2 separate regions of the Sus scrofa genome follow, and region 2 is linked to region 1. Evidence: chromatin contacts called from public promoter capture Hi-C data. All regions are on one chromosome and are shown on one strand. Each heading gives the region's core, a stretch centred on a gene start, on an enhancer-like site or on the middle of the called end of the contact. The rest is flanking DNA. Distances are from core to core; before and after follow the strand shown.

The links. Promoter capture Hi-C pulls out the DNA fragments that hold promoters and counts their contacts.
Region 2: a contact with region 1 is called in a promoter capture Hi-C map of fetal liver, with 2.2 times the contacts expected there. The contact joins the promoter of KIF18B here to the enhancer-like site in region 1. A contact is called at or near these places in 2 of 5 promoter capture datasets (fetal liver and liver), 5 of 47 Hi-C or Micro-C datasets (blood, brain, embryonic fibroblasts and 2 more) and 1 of 2 datasets of contacts at active chromatin or transcription factors (skeletal muscle).

The regions. Positions count from the first base shown.
Region 1 is chr12:18,365,445-18,369,752 of Sscrofa11.1, reverse strand. No RefSeq gene overlaps it. Among named protein-coding and RNA genes, the nearest start is that of DCAKD, 30 kb to the right of the region's middle. Within about 2 kb of position 1,897, at least 13 of the 83 cell types and tissues checked have an H3K27ac peak or open chromatin away from gene starts, as enhancers often do. A contact at or near this core is called in fetal liver, where this site is marked.
Region 2 is chr12:18,423,829-18,428,123 of Sscrofa11.1, reverse strand. It overlaps KIF18B (kinesin-like protein KIF18B), which reads right to left and starts at 1,296. Exons shown (of 16, transcript XM_013980900.2): 1 at 1,156-1,296.

The sequences.
Region 1 (4,308 bases), core at 648-3,147:
TGGTGGGGTTGTCTGGCCAGCGGAGATAATCTTGCTGCAGGGGTGGGAAGGGGGTGGGTAGGACACGTGTGGAAGGTGGGGCAATGGATTCAGTAGCGTCTAGAGGTCACCCACCAGGCCAAAAGGCACCTCGAGTAATATATGGCTTGCCATCAATGGTCCCATTTCACAGATGGGAAAATCAAGAAAGTGAGGAGTGAATTTACTTCCCACTGGGGCTTCAGCCTCGGCTTCCAGCTGGACTCTGAGTTTGATGGGGAAAAACTCTTCCAGGCATGGGTGACTCCCGCCCTGAGGAGTCGAGGTGGGGGCGTAGGTCTCCGGTGGGGGGTGGGGGTGGGGGTGGGGAGGAGGACAGCCCAAAGCTTCTCATTCTTGAGGTGAGATGGGGAAGGAAGGGCTCTCAGAGCACTAAGCCTCCCCCCACCCCCCTCCTCCTCCCACCCAGAACACCTGTCACTCTGTGTGTCAGGACCGCCATTTAAAAAGGCCAAACCATTTGACTTCGGTTCCCTCAAGGAAACGCTTGGAATGGAAGCGCTGCCGAGCACGGAACACACACGCGGGCTCCGCGCCATTCTCTGCCTGCCTGTCGGCGAGTTTCCTTCCCTCTCAGACATCCTCGCCCGCCTTCCTCTCAAATGCTCTGGCAGGGAGAGGGCGTCAGTTCCATTTCTCGCAAGGGAAAGCCAAGGCTAAATAACCTGCCCGGGGAAGGGACAAGCCTCGACCACAGCCCAGCTTCCTGCTTCCTCTGCAGGGCTCACCTGCCGTGGGCGCAGCCCCCTGGTATTCAACCTGTGGTCAACAGATCCCTCCGCCTCCTTCCCTGGCCCAGCCTTGAGGTCCCGGCTCTCTCCGCTCACCTCCAGGTCCAGCTAACTCTCCATCCTTGGTACCAGAGAAGCGCTTCCTCTCCCTCTGTGCCCAGATGCACCTGGACTTGGGGGAGAGGGTGTCAGAATTTTCCCTGAGGGATCCTGACCTCGGTCCCCTGGCCTGCCCAGCTTCTGCCAGGGACCCTGTAGGGCTGGCTGCCCCCCGATTTCCCTTTGGGGTTTTGCCATAGCTTGGTTGAGGTGTTTACAACCCAGTGTCCCTCACGTCATTCTGGAAGCTATCTTACCCCCAGCGGGACTGAGAGGTAGAGCCACAGTGTGCCAACTCAGGGCAGGGCAAGGGCCCTCCATGGTGTTGACCCCCACAACAACCCTGCAAGGTGAAAGTTGAGTGCCCATACTACAGATGGGGAAGCTGAGGCTCAGGGAGCATGTAAGTAACATCTCTGAGGTCACCCAGAGAGTAAGAGGAGTTATTCGGGATGGGTCAAGTTCATGTGACCCAAAGCCCCTGCTTTGGAGCTTCCTCTTATCTCCCTCTCCCTTCCAGGCTGTCCCCACCTGACAGGCCGAGGGAGGGCGGCGGCCAGACGGCACAGGGCGCGGTGGGAATCAGCAACGAGGACCCTCCAGGGGAACTTTTCCCATTGAAAATCTGTTCCCCTCGCGGCCACGGGTGATGTATGGCTGGAGCTGATGAGAAACGTGCAGCGGGACGGAGGCGGGCGGCGCGGGCGGCCCGGGCGGGGGCAGCGCGGCATTGAGATTCCGCGGGGCGCGGGGGGCGGCGCGGGCCCTGACACGGGCCGGGTAATTGATCTGGAGGTGCCAATTTGCAGCAACTAAATATTTGGTTTCTGCCTCTGCCCGCTCCGCACTCTGCTCAAACAAACTTCAATTAAAGGCGAAAAGCGAGGGGTTGGGGGGGCTGCGCGCCCGGGTCCCCGCGGCCCGATCGATGACGCGGAGCCCGCGGGCTGCCGACCGCCGCGCGCGGAGCGGGGTGCACCGCGGACGAGGGCGGGCCGGGCGCCCTCTTCCGGATCGCCGGGCACCGGGCGCGCGGCCCGAAAGAGGAAGAGCCCGAGGGAAGACCAGCGAAGGCGGCGCTTCTAGCCCGGAACGGGAGTGGGAGCCGGAGCTGCGGCTGGATCTCAGCCTGGCAGAGCCAAGGGAGCCTGCCTTGTGCCCAGCGAGGGACACAAACACCCGACAGGACCTCCAAGCCTGTGCGCTTCGGCAGGAATCCCGGGGAAGGAGGGGCTCCAGGGCGCTGACCCCTTCTCCCAAAGCACCGGCCACTTTGACGATGGCCTTGCCCGTCAACAGCGTTCCCTCAGCGGCTTTCCTGAGCCCCGCAGGGTGCCTGGTGCACTGGGTGTCTGTCCAGCCATCTACCCTTGAGTTGGCCAAAGCAAGGGGTTGAATCCAATCCAAACCCAATCCTTGGTGGGGTCTTCAGGGTTTAGAATGGGCAGAAGGAGCATCGAGATACTGGGGAACTGGAGAGGGGGCCCCGGGGAGGTGGCTGCAGCCTGGAGCAGGAAAAAGGACCACTGGGTCACAGCCGCCTCATACGGGGTTTCAAGACAAACATAGCAACAGGAGCCATTCACGGAGTGGAGTTAGCCCCAGGGGAAGTTTCACTACTTTGGGGGAGAGACTCCAAGGCTGGTAAAGGGGGCTGGTCATTGGTGCTGGAGAGCAGGGGGACCTCAGGGTCTGCCGGGTGGGGAAGCTTGGGGGGTAGTTAAGACAATCCTAGGAAGGATGCCATAAGGGATGGAGGCGAGGGTAACAAAGAGGCATCTAGGTCTACTTGGAAGGTAGGGGTAGGCTCAGACGGATGGGGGGGGGGTGGAGTCCCTTCATCTGAGTGTAAGTGTCCGCAGGGCCAGAGCTGGGAAATAAGGCAGAGCGGCTGGGAAGGTCGGCGCGTGCGCAGAGGCCCTTGTTCCTCCCACGTTTCCGTGCTCCACCTCATGGGATAGACGGATGCTGTCAGCCCTTCACCAGGTGAGGCTGCTGCTGTCCATTCATCAACCCCTGTCCTCCCCCTCCCCCTTAAACCTCTTCTCCCTGGCCCCGCAGGATCCTCTTGGTCCATGGCTGGGTGTGGAAGCACAGGTCCTGCCTGTGTGGGCCCAGGTGGGGGTGCCCTCCCCATTCCCAGACAGGGCTCTGGGGGAGAGTGGTCTCACCATTCCCCCCCCCCTCCTGCCAACCCTTTCCTCTCAGCAGATGCCTCCCCTCCTGGGCCCTCATCAGGCCTCTGTCCCCAGTTCTCTTTCTTTGGGGCTTGGGCCATGAGAGTTCTGCGTGAGGATGAGGAAGAACCTCCCTGGGCTGCCCCGCCCCACAAGCCTCCCCATCCACCCCTGCCCTCCCACCCCTGTCCCTTCCTGGGGCTGCAGCACACCCCACCGTAGACCAAAGCCCTTCCCAGCCTGCAAGCTGGGTGCCTGCTCCCTCACATTCCCTCCCTCCCTCTCCCTGGGCGCTGAGCTGTGGAGCAGAATGATTTCCTGTAATTGGCCAGCAATCCGGCTGCCCGACTTGTTCTATCGACATGCTGGTTAGCTGGAAATTGTATTGGAATCTGAGCGATGGGGAAGAGAGGGTGGGGAGCACGGGGAGGAGGCTCTTTGGGTCCCAGCTGGGTGCAGCCTCAGCTTGCGGCTGGGATAGAGGAGCCACCAGCTACGGCTCCCCTTTCCTGGGAGGGGGCAGGAGAGCAGCTCACAGGGCCTCACCACCTCCTTCATTTTGCTCCTTCTCTCCCACCATCTCTGGGGACTCGCCTGCCTGCCCTTGGTGGCCCCTTGGCTTTGGGTCATTACTGCCATCCCATTTCGTCTCCCGCCCCAGGGACGGGTTCCTCCTGAGCTGGAGTGAACCGGGAGGGGCCCTCAGCAGCCCAGGCTGTTCCCCTCCCACCCAGTATCTAGCCATAGTGGCTCATGATGGAGTGTCCGGAACCTTCCACGGCCCCTCCCTTCACCCTCTCCAAGGACAGAGAGAGACCGAACATGTGCATGTGAAGAAGCGTTCACAATAACTCCTAGATAAAGACTCCAGGCGTCGATACCATACCGGGGAGTGCAGGGAGTGGGAGGGGCGGAGTCCTGAGCGCGGTGGTAACTGTGATTTTGCCTGTTGATTACCTGGGTCCCTGCTCAACCTCGGAGCCTCAAATTCTAGCCCTGCCTCCTGCACTCTTTAGAGCTGGGAGATTTCAAAGTGATAACTTCGCGGATGCGCTTTGTAAACTGTAAGGCTCTGCTAAATACCCCAGGGCCGGCCTGGGCTTGGGAATGGTTTTAGGGGCCCGCCCGTCCCTGTCATCCCGCACCCCTAGCAGTCTTTATTTTCCGCGCCGGGATGGGGCCCAAAGTGGGTGAACAGAGGGCAAGGCCCGAGCGCACGGCTGGAAGGCGGAGGCCTGGGTCGCGTGCCAGCCGCCTGGCAC
Region 2 (4,295 bases), core at 47-2,546, 59 kb before region 1:
TAGTTTGATAATTGTTTAAATTTGTTTTGTGGCCAGATAGAGACAATTTTTATAAAGACCTCTAAAAAGATGCTACTTGTATACTTAAAAAAAAAAAAAAGGTATAATTGGACTGGGCTGAGTAATATAAAGACCAACAAATTGATCTCTCTGAGGGTCGGGGAGTTCAATCATCAAATAGGCAGGAAAGGACTGGATATGTTGGTAGTTATTGGAAGCATGGAATGTGGTGATGGCAGAAATAGAATAGTGATGAGATTGGAGAAAGCAGTGTAACATCCAGGAGAAGCTCATACAGAAAAATTTTGTGGATGTTCTCTTTTGTCTTAGGGTTAACTTCTCTGTTTCCCACACCTGCAAAATGTACACATTAATATCTATTCCATTGGATTGTTGTGAGGAGTAAATAAGTTCACTCAACCTGGTAAGTACTCAAATATTAGCCGCCCTTATTAGAATTGATATGACATAGGGCATTTTCCCACATGGCCAGAAGAACCAATGTCTGCAGTAAAATCCCGTTTACCATCATGCTGACCAGGCTTATCTTTTCCTTGTCACTTCAGTACCTTAAACGTTCAAAGCTAAGAGGAAAGGCATCTTGGGAGCTGTAGCAGAAGGCCTAGTATTTTGTCAGGCAGATGTTCTTTCATTCCTTTCTTTTATTCAGTCAAATATTTACTGGGTGCCCCAGTAACGAAGTTACAGCCCCTGGTATAGCTCTGCGCAGATGTGCAGAGAGGCTCTTAGCTACTCCATACAGATGTACAGAGTCGTAGATTTCCTGTTCTAGTGTACAGGAGAACCCAATTCTTCCTTTCGTGTCAGCGAGAGAAACCTTTTCCAGAGCGGATGTACCCAGGGCTGGGCCCCAGTGCAGAAGTGAGAGCCCAGTTCTGTACAAATGAGCAGAGGGTCTCGCTCTCCCGTGCAGATGTGGGAAGAAGCGCCTTGTTCCCCGGACGGCAGCCCCCCCCCCGCCCCCGCCTTGTTCGGAGGGGACCACCCAGGACCTGCTCGGTTTTCAACCCGGCACCTCGGTGTCCCGCACAAAAGAGACGGAACTCCGACTTCCGCCTCCAGCAGCTGGGTCGGTGCATCCAGACCTGAGCGAAGGAGCCCGCGGGGCCGGCTCCGCTGTGGGCCATCGCTTACCCTTCGTTGTTCCCCGTCGCTGGTGTCGCCGCTCGCTGCCGGGTCCCGCCGCAGCAGACAGGAACCCGGATCACCGCAGAGAGACACCCCCCTCGCCCCACGCACTCCACCCGCGCCAACCTCCGGCCCGCGCCGCGTGTTCAAATTAGCCGGGTCGGCTCATCCGCGCTTCCCATTGGTCATTGTCCAGATCGCTGATTGGCTGTTTCCTAAGTAACAAAATACAGCTCCGAGGTGGCGGGCGGTGTCAGCAGTGCGCTTGCGCACTTCCCCTTCCTGCTTGCTGGAGGCTTGAGACAGCTGCTCTGAGGAGGTTGGACGAACCAGACTGACTGACAGAAACCCGTATGAGGTTGAGGTACGGTGAAGGGGACTTTTACGGCCTGTCTCTGTTGTCCCTGGAACTGTATTCATCACCAAATGCAGCCAGCAGACATCAAACACATTTTCAAACCTACTTTTTCTGTGGGCTAAGTTGGCGTCCCCTTGTCCAAGAAGGGATTTTTCAGCCACTATCCAGCGTTTCTAATGGTCCAAGACCATCCCAAGAATGCATTTCTAGGCTTGATGTGGAAAAGCCGGCGGAGGCAGGGAGTGGCACCCGCTTGGCTTTGACAGTGCCAGGAAGATCAAGGACGGATTGTGGCCCCTCGAGGCACTGCTGGGCAGCGGGGTCTCCATTCTCCACAGCTGCCCGCTGCTTGGATTCTGGTGGGCCACCCTCATGCTGACCCCCGACATCACAGGTTGTGGAAGTCAAAAGGAAACCCTTGCACTGGAATCAGGCCTAATTCCAGTCACTAGTAGCTGAACCAGTAATTAGTGCTGAGACTGTGGAAGTTACTTCTGTTCTCTGGGGGTCAGTTTCCTCATGTATAAAATGGGGCAAATATGCTGCCCTTCCTCTCACCAGGAGAGCATGGATGGAAAACCCTCCCACCCCCCAGAGTACCCAAGGGGACAGCGTTCTATGAGTCTGTTTAGAATGAAACAGGAATGGCTCCAGGAGCCAGTGGCTCACCACTTTCATTAATCTGATCTGTCCCCACACTGGGACAATAAGCAGGTCTGAGGCATGCAAGAAAGCAGGAGGCAACTTTCCTTGGCAGTTCTGCCATCAAGATAGTAGAGTTGGAGTTCCTGTTGTGGCTCAGCAGGTTACAGAGCCAACTAGTATCCATGAGGACGAAGGTTCGATCTCTGGCCTCGCTCAGTGGGTTAAGGATCTGATGTTGCCGTAAGCTGTGGTGCAGGTGGAAGACATGGCTCAGACCCCACATTGCTGTGGCTGTGACATAGGCTGACAGCTGCGGCTTTGATTTGACCCCCTAGTCTGGGGACTTCCCCATGCTGCAAGAGCAGCCTTAAAAAAAAAAAAAAAAAAAAAGAGAGAGAGAGAGAGTAGAGTCATGATTTAATACCTGATTGATTTGGCCTAAGTTCTATTCACCTACCTGGACCTCCATGTCCCTCTATACAGTGGGCCAGCACTGCTGGTTTGGTGACAATAAAATGAGAGAACTCTGCAAAGATGCCGTTATTGTAAAGCTACAAGAAAACCAGGGTATTCGTGCCATCTCCACTACCCAAGAGAAATAGAGCTCTTAAAAGAACAGCTTCCAGCTTAAGGATGTTCTCCCACCTCAAAGGAATGTGCCTTTTAAACAGAGGTTTGGAGTGTGGTTGAAGGCTTGGCTTCCCCAGAAGCCACTGGTGGAGTAAGTACCTCTTGTTCCCTGTAAGCCAAGTCTTGTCCTGGTTCTGTTCTGGCTCTGACAAGTAGCTGGAGAAGGTGAGGTGAGTCACTGAGAGCCAAGGAACAGAGGCTGACCCAGCTGTGGGCAGTGGACAGGGGATACTTGCTTGATAATTATGAGCAAGTCAGCCTTTCAGAGCCTTAGTTTTCACAGTTATAAAATAGAGGATAAACTAATACTTGTTACAAAGACTAGAAATAATGTAGGTAATGCAGCTTGCAGACAGTCAATGCAATGGAAATAAGTGCTCTTCTAATTTGTTCATTCAACAAATACTGATATGAGACAAGTGGGCTCAGAAGATAGGGTGGTGAGTAATAAACACCTTCCTCTTAATCTCATAGAGCTTGCAGTCTACGGGAGAAATCAGCTGATTAAATGAGGACTAACAGGGACATAATGAGAACATGCAGAGGAAGTGACACACGAGCTGAGGCCTGAAGGAGATGTGGAGCTTGTTTGGCAACGGGAGCCGTCTTTTGGGTCTCAGGGGCCAAGGGGAAAGAATTTTGCAGGTGAGAGAGTCAACCAAGCCCAGTGATGCTGAGAGACCTTGGTGGGGCCTGGTCAGGCACATCTTCGTGGACATCAGTGGAATATCCTTGGACCCTCCGCCACAGATGCTGCAAGGGGAGATCAGCCTAGTACTGGCCTAGCAAGAACGTCAAGGCCCAGAACCTGGGCATGAGGACTGGCTGCAGGAGTTTTGCTTTTCTGGCAGCAGAAGATGTTTCTGGGATGATACAGCTGGGGATGTGAAAGGCACCAGGCTCTGTGCTCTTTAAGTTTGTGGGTGTCATTCTGTCTACAACTGGCAAGTCTCCCACCCCTGGGTGCTCAATGGAGGCTGGGAGGAGGCATGTCCACTCACCTGCACCCTTATCACTACACATCCTTTGTGCCAGGATGTAGCATTTACTGCTTTGGATTTGACCAATTCTAAAAGGACCTTGAACCAAGTCCAGGAGATCATTTTTGCCATCTTAAAACTTGAACCAGACTTCCAGGTCTATCCTAGCGCAGAAGCCAAGCACAGTGAACACTGAAAAGTATCTGCTTGGTTTTTCAACGAGGTCATAGGTGGCGTTTCAGAGGAGAGCAATGGCCAGATCAGAGTGAGAGGTAAGAAAGCAGTATTTACTCTTTTAAGGTATCTGGCTGATAATTTCTGTTGTACCACAAAGTGACACGGTCATCCATATATACACACACACAGTCTTTTTCTGATAATATCTTCCGTCATGTTCCATCACAAGTGTTTGGATATAGTTTCCAGTGCTATACAGCGAGACCTCATTGCTTCTCCACTGCAAATGCAATAGTTTGCATCTACTAACTCCAAACTCCCACTCCCTCCCCTTCCCGCTTGGCAACCACAAGTCT